2 separate regions of the Rattus norvegicus genome follow, and region 2 is linked to region 1. A link is a contact called in public Hi-C data. All regions are on one chromosome and are shown on one strand. The core of a region is the stretch at or near the end of the contact, and the rest is flanking DNA. Distances in the headings are between cores, read along the strand shown.

The links. A called contact is a pair of places that touch in the nucleus more often than the background predicts.
Region 2: a contact with region 1 is called in a Hi-C map of liver, with 4 times the contacts expected there. The contact joins two enhancer-like sites. A contact is called at or near these places in 3 of 12 Hi-C or Micro-C datasets (kidney and liver).

What each region holds. Positions count from the first base shown.
Region 1 is chr2:34,861,003-34,864,661 of GRCr8, forward strand. No RefSeq gene overlaps it. Among named protein-coding and RNA genes, the nearest start is that of Pik3r1, 170 kb to the left of the region's middle. Within about 2 kb of position 1,954, at least 4 of the 93 cell types and tissues checked have an H3K27ac peak or open chromatin away from gene starts, as enhancers often do. A contact at or near this core is called in liver, where this site is marked.
Region 2 is chr2:35,075,281-35,078,939 of GRCr8, forward strand. No RefSeq gene overlaps it. Among named protein-coding and RNA genes, the nearest start is that of Pik3r1, 380 kb to the left of the region's middle. Within about 2 kb of position 1,566, at least 4 of the 93 cell types and tissues checked have an H3K27ac peak or open chromatin away from gene starts, as enhancers often do. A contact at or near this core is called in liver, where this site is marked.

The DNA.
Region 1 (3,659 bases), core at 704-3,203:
GGGATCGGGGGAGGGAGTCTGCCCACGATGGTGACAGTTACTGGTCAGAAACACCCCACCTTAGCTTCTCACAGAGCCCACAGCCTTTTCTTAAGACTCCTGGGGATGAGAGTGCTAGAAAAATGGAAGCCCTGGGCACACATTTTCCAGTCTCGAAAAACGTACAGCATTACTTTTGTTGTATTCTACTCCGTAGATGCGGATCTTGGAGACTGGGATTTAGTTGTAGAGATGTTACCTAGCAATGCGTAAGGTCTTGGGTTCGAGTCTCAGCACCTCACAAGAAAAATCCAGCTCATGCTCTAGGTAAGTAAGTACTTAGAGGGCAGGAAACCAGGAGGCACAGGTTACTGGGGCCATCAAAAGCAGTCTTCAGATTTAGTTGTGGTCAAAATGCAAGACACCCTTGTGCCATCCTGGGGGACATTTAAAAGCAAAGCTATAAGTATCAACTACATGACCAGTTGAAGAGATTGGGTTAACAGGACAACACCCTTTTGAGAATATAAAGCCCCTGACTGGGACCTCACTGGTGTCACTCCCATGGTATTTTTGCTTGTTGCTAATTGGCAAAAACAAAAAACAAAACAAACAAACAAACAAACAAAAAACAACCACAACCCCCCCCCACACACACACAACCTAAAATTTTATTCTGTTTTCCAAAGCAAAGCCACACCCAAAAACTTTCCGTGAGTCCAGCTCCCTCTAAATTCTAGGGCCCACAAGACAAGCAGGGAAGAAGAGGGTGAGCTCCTACTGTGACTCATTTGGTTGTTTCAACCACTAGGCCAGAAATTCTCAATCTGTGAGTTGTGACCGTTTTGGAGGGTTGAACAATCCTTTCACCTGGGTCACCTAAAATGATTTTAAAATATAGATATTTACATTATGATTCAAAACAGTAGCAAAATTACATTTATGAAGTAGCAACGAAAGTAATGCTATGGCTGGGGTGATCGTACAACATGAGGAACAACATGTATTAAAGGTCACAGCGTTAGGAAGGTTGAGAACGACTACTCTAGACGCGACGTTTAGTGCTTCTTGTCACCCTGACAGAATCTAGAGTCACCCAGGAGATAGGCCTCAAGGCACGTCTGTGAAGGACTGTTCTGATCCATGACCGTGAGCAGGGCCAATCCTGGAGAAAGCGTGGAGAGCACCACCATGCTGGTGTCCATTGTGCTTTCGGTCTGTCTCGGGACAGAATGTAACCAGCTACTTCCGGTTCCTGCCACTGTGTCTTTTCTGCCAGAATGGACCGTAACCTGAACTCTGAACTAGATAAGTCCATTCTATCTTAGGTTGCCTTTACCGAAGTATCTTACACAGCAACAGGAAAAGAAATTAAGACAATAAACTGTACTGCTCTGAGAACCTACATCTAGACTAAGCCCAGTATATAAGCCCTATTATGCCCTATGTGGCCAGTGTGGTAGGAAGAGGACACAGACCCCACCCAGCTGGATAGAACCAGACAAGACAGTAACTTCCTTACCTTGCTCTCTATAAAAATTTATTGCTTGAAAAATTAAATTCCCCTTGCTTAGAAGGAGAGTTCAAATTTAAAAATACGGACATACTGTGAACCAGGGGGAAAAGAAAAACGGTTATCTTGAATCCTAGTGTTCCAAGTCTTGTTGGCTTGTGGCCAAGCTTCAGGATGCTTCTTAGAGCTGTGTGGGGAATGCAAATAGGGATGTCTAAACCTCTTAAGGGCAGTCAGGAGGGCTGATGGCCTACGCTGCAGTGCACGCCGTGAATCTACCACACAAATAACTGCCCTCTTTGCACCACCAGCAGCGCCAGACTTTGGCCTAAGCCCAGTTCTGTATTTCGTCCAAGCTGCTCCTGGCCTTTAGTATTTAAGCCATTGCTTTGTTCTATACACAGGCTGCTATCGATTGGGGCTTCTTATCTCTGTCTCCACAGATAAGTTATACATTAGCAAGACTATTCAGGGGTGGCCTTTACAGAGGTAGAACATCTAACTCTTTGGTAACCAGGGTAGTACTCAGGGTCAGGAGGCAGTGTTGAGGAGTGCTGGGTATCTTGAAGGTATTTACAGAAGTGGTGTACAGAGGGGTCCAGGAAGACACTCCTAGGCAACCAGGTTGTGAGGAAACATGTCTCCTGTTCAGATCTGTGTCCCAGTTGTAAGTTGTATCCAGTAGAAGTTTTATTTTAGGGATGGTGTGTATGTGTGGTGTATGGTGTGTGTGTGTGTGTGTGTGTGTGTGTGTGTGTGTGTTATGTGTGGTGTGTGTGTGTGTGTGTGGTATGTGGTGTGTGTGTGTTTGTGTGTATATGTGGTATGTGTGCATGTAGTGTATGTGGTGTTTGTGTGTTTGTGTGTGTGTGGTATGTGGTGTGTGTGTGTGTTTGTGTGTATATGTGGTATGTGTGCATGTAGTGTATGTGGTGTATGTGGTGTGTGTGTGTTTGTGTGTGTGTGGTGTGTGTGTGTTTGTGTGTATATGTGGTATGTGTGCATGTAGTGTATGTGGTGTATGTGGTGTGTGTGTGTTTGTGTGTGTGGTATATGTGGTGTGTGTGTGTGGTATATGTGGTGTGTGTGTGGTGTATGTGGTGTGTGTGTGGTGTATGTGGTGTGTGTGTGTGGTGTATGTGGTGGGTGTGTGGTGTATGTGGTATGTGTGGTATATGTGGTGGGTGTGTCGTTTATGAGGTGTGTGTGTTTATGTGTGTGGTGTATGTGTATATGTATGTGGTGTGTATGTGTGGTATGTGTGTGGTGTATGTGGTGTGTGTGGTATGTGGTAGGTATAGTATGGTGTGTGTGTGTGTGTGTGTGTGTGTGGTATGCATGGTGTGTGGTAGGTGTGTATGGTGTGTATGTGGTGTGTGTTCACATACACAACAACCCCTTTAGGGATCGGAAGTCTGCCTTGTAGTCATTTCTACTTTCGGAGGCCAATGCGGGAAGTCTATGCTGGAAGCTTTTTAGCTTATTGTTTCCCTCATTTCGAGGCGAGGCTGCAACGTGACTTTAGCCACACGTACCCCTACCCTCAGCTAGAGGAGAGTGAGGCAAAGAGTGTGGGAATTAGCACAATCTGCTCCCGTTCTTGGGTCTCCCTTTGCTAACCTCTGAGCAGTGCATTACTGAGACAAGCCAGCGCTTGTTCACCGCCACTGCACTCCGGCTCAGGGTGCACTCTCTGCACTTCTTAGTCTGAAGAAAACAGAGAGAAAGCAAAGAAAAGAAAACCTTCCTGGGACCTGTCATGCATGTGAGGAGGAAAAAGAAACGAACAGAAATGTCAAAGCCGGAGCTTTGATGCTGATAAGATCTAGAAAAAGGAGGCTTCAATGTTTCTTTTCTTCAGCTGTTATCATATTTTCGATTCACACCCATTATTAAGTGTGAGAAGCACAGTCATGGATTATTTCAGGGAAGGGAGGAGCTAACTTTACTCACAGAACAAACGACCTAGGCTATTTCTAGTCATCTGGTCATCTCACTCAAATATGGTAAGGCCATAAATAGGAAATAGGCAGGGGGTAAAGAAAAAAAGTCCCCAAAAGAAGGAAGAGAGATGAACGGCTAGAAAGGCACACAGGTCATGTCTGTGGCCACCTTCCCAGTCAAACCTTTTATCAGTCCTTCTGGCTAGTGAAATGTCTGTTAAAGG
Region 2 (3,659 bases), core at 316-2,815, 210 kb after region 1:
GGGATGATGTCAGGACAACAATCAAACAAACAACAATAAAACAAAAAGATGAATTTGGGCCACAGTAGACCAACTTATGACTTTTCAAAGGTTTCACTGTGCTGCTCCGTACCTGCTGGTCCTGTTTCCTAAACATATTCATCTATGGTTCTACTTATAATTGAATCTCTGCCGGTGGAAGATTGGACAATCGGCTCTGGTTTGAAGTCATAAGAGAGATCTGTAAGTCTCAGGAGCAGTCAGTAAATGGAGACACAAGTGTGATTAGCCCTATATTGAAAAAGTTATAGACTTCCCCAACAATTACTTCATTACACCCCTTTTGCTTTAGTGTGACTCTAGTCTGCATGGCACTAATGTACATATATGATTAATAATCATGCACATCACAGACATTACATATAATCTCATATATTCAATACTTTAAAAGAAATTTTTGGCTCTATCTGACAATCATTCTTTTAAAATGATTGTAAATTAGTACAAGACAAAGTGCCACCACTGTGCGGGAGTTAAACACACTTTTGAAATACCTCTTAAAGAAGAAATGGAACTGAGCTGAGCTAACAGTATCTGAGGCATAATGGGGAAATGGAGAAATCATTTAACCCCAACTCAGAGGTTGAACCTGCCCTGCTCATTCAGTTCCCAGGTAAAGGACACACAACTTTTATTATTTACAATAAGCCTCAACCAGCACAAGAGTTGGGCAGATATCTACCCTGTATGCTCTTAGAATCTACTTTCCTATTGATAACTACTAGTTATTACTTACTATACTTCATCTGGGCTGCTCTTAACTCCAATTGGCCAGCTCTCAGGGCCACAGTTTTATGACTCACCTAACCCATGGAAGCTTCTCCTCTGTTTACCTTCTCCCCTCTGCCTTCTGTTTCTCCTCTGACCTCCATCCTGAAAAGCCTACGTCTCTTCTGCCCAGCTATTGGCTGTCAGCAATTTTAGTTACCAATCAGAAAAAACTTGGGAGCAAGGTCACATAATGTCACTTGGATCTACATGTGGACTTTCTCACCTCTGGGGTCTTAAGGAACCAGTAATAGCATTAAAATACAAGCAGCATCAGACCAACCCACTATAGAGAAAAAAAGCGAAGGATTTGGAGATGTTACCTAATGCTCAAAATTAGCCTGTAAGCCTCAATAGGTCAAGAACTTGGTAACTTCCTGGAATGCTGGGAGTTGTGGTTCTTGGAAAATAACAAAGCCTCATGGGAAAGTACAGTGGCCTATAGGTTTATCCCTATAAGCCTCGGCTACATGTGACTCGGGGTCATTTTGGCTGGGAAATTCCAGGGACTGGGTCTGGCCAAAGTCCATCTCTTGGTCCATAGTTAATATTTAATAATGCTTGCTTTAAATTTGGCCACAATGCTGGAATTGGATTTTTTCAGGTGAATCTCAGGATTGACAACTACTGGTGGTTCATAGTGAAGCCTTAGTAGCATATTTGAGGTCTGGCACACCCAGATGCCCATGTGCAGTGTAACACAGGTAACATACAGTGTGTGGCATAGAACACACAGCACGTTCTCTGTGGTCTAGGCTGAAAGCTCTTACTGAGAAGCAGTAGCAAAGGTCAGAGGTGTAAAGCAGAAGGGAAGATGAACTCAGATGATAGTCAGAGAATAGAACACGTTTTCACAGTGATAAGACAGCTTCTGCGTGGTATCTTTGCAGATCCTGGAACTATTTGACAGGTTATCAAGTCATTCTTTCCTGTTGAGATCTATGTTTGAAAGGATCATGAAGTGTGTGGCCACCAAGGGGAATTATAAACCTTACAAGGCTGGCCCTCAAGGGCATTTCATTCCTAAAATAGAAAAAGTCTGTGGTGTTCTATGATGACAGAAGACCACCGAGACAATCTCCTCTCACCCAGGCTGATTTGCTAAACTTACACTTCTAAGAGGAAGAACAAGAGCACGAAGGAAATTGAGAACGGTAGAACCGTTTACAAAGGAAATCAAATGAAAAGGCACCCCAATTACATGCAGTAACTGTGGTCTGAGGAACTAATTAATCATGCTATTCAGGGAAGCCTATCTAGTGCTTTGCTTCCAGAGGTCTAGATGACAAATAGAATCTTGAAGAAGAAATATCTTGTCCGCTGTTTTTCTCTACTCTTGCTTATTTTTCTTAAAGCAAAGGCAGCAGTGCACTCTGAAGCCCATGATTGAATTCTCGAAGTCAGACGATGTGTTTAGGTGGTCGCCACTGCAGAGCTACGCTACGACTCAGGGTGACTTTCAGGAAGAAAACATATTTAAATACAAAATACAACCTAGATAGAAAACCTATGATGCCATAGTCCAGTACTGAAAAACAGAGTCTTTCCCTCAATTTAGATAATTAGCCTAGAAATATCTGTGACTATCTCTGGGTTGCCAGCAACACTGAACTTGGGTGCTACAGTTCCATGTGAAAACGTAGGTCAAACAAACCCAGCAGAGGGAGGGACAAGTCTTTTTGTTTTCACTTCTTCTTGTGGTGCTCCTGTTTATATTGTAAATTCTGTATACAGGGAAATCTTACATCTGGATGTGAAAGCTCAAAAGACTTACCTCAAGTCCAGATGCTGCATTCTCTTCACCTGTGAGATAACGAGGGGATATCCAAAGAAGCAATGGCGGATGTTCTGTATGAGGCAAAGTGCCTGGAACGGTCTCATCACGCTTCATATTTGTGATTCCTCTCTCCTGTCATGCAACCCCACCCAAGCTAGACTCTCCTTCAAAGGATCCTGAGAAATGTGCCTCAAACTTATCGCTTCTCCTCTTCCTTTGCTCTCTCCCTGATGATGAAGCCCACTGAATTGGCCTGACTTTCCTGTTAACTACCTTGACTTGTTTACAGGGAGAGAAATGGTGGAGACTGCAGCACTGGTATGAGCAGTGGTACAAAGCTCAGGTAGTAATAAGGAAGCAGCAGCAGGATTTACCAGAGGACTCAGTGTCTCCTTTGTCCTGTTCTAAAGGAACTCAGCAGTACAGAGTTGGCCTCAAACCTGAATTCACAGAAGGGGTTGGTTTATTTCATTCAAATAATGGACTTCTCACATGTCTCTTACTGCTGCCTTGCCAATGCAACGTGAGCACATGGCTCCGTGGGCTCTAACCTCCATTTGGCGTTAACACGTATATCCTATGCATTGGGGTAGATGGTAGAAAATTTTTGTCAACTTTACTGGGTTGAGGATTTCCTGAAGACCTGGTACAGCATTGCTTTCAGTGTGTCTACAAAGAGGTTTCAAGGGAACAGCTTGTAAGTTAGAACTGGATAACAAAGATCTGCCCTCAATGTAGACTGATGTGATCAATGAAGGGTGCCCAGAATGAAGAAAAGCAAGGGGCATAGGAATGTGTCTTTCTCTGATCTGTGGACTCTGGAACTCCCTAATTTTTTGTGCTCTGGTACTTAAAGCATACATTCCCTGAGTCCTCAAAACGTTAGCATCAGAAAGACAGTTACAGAGCCTGCTTCCCTGGTTCTGAGACTTGGATTGTGCCAGGCTCCTGGTGTCTCTACTTCTTTAACCAATCTCTCATGTTTATGTCCCTAATATCTATTCCAGTGGCTCTTGTCCTCTAGAGGACCTTGAATATCATATAATCAAAAGTTGACCCATCTATTCAGGGACAT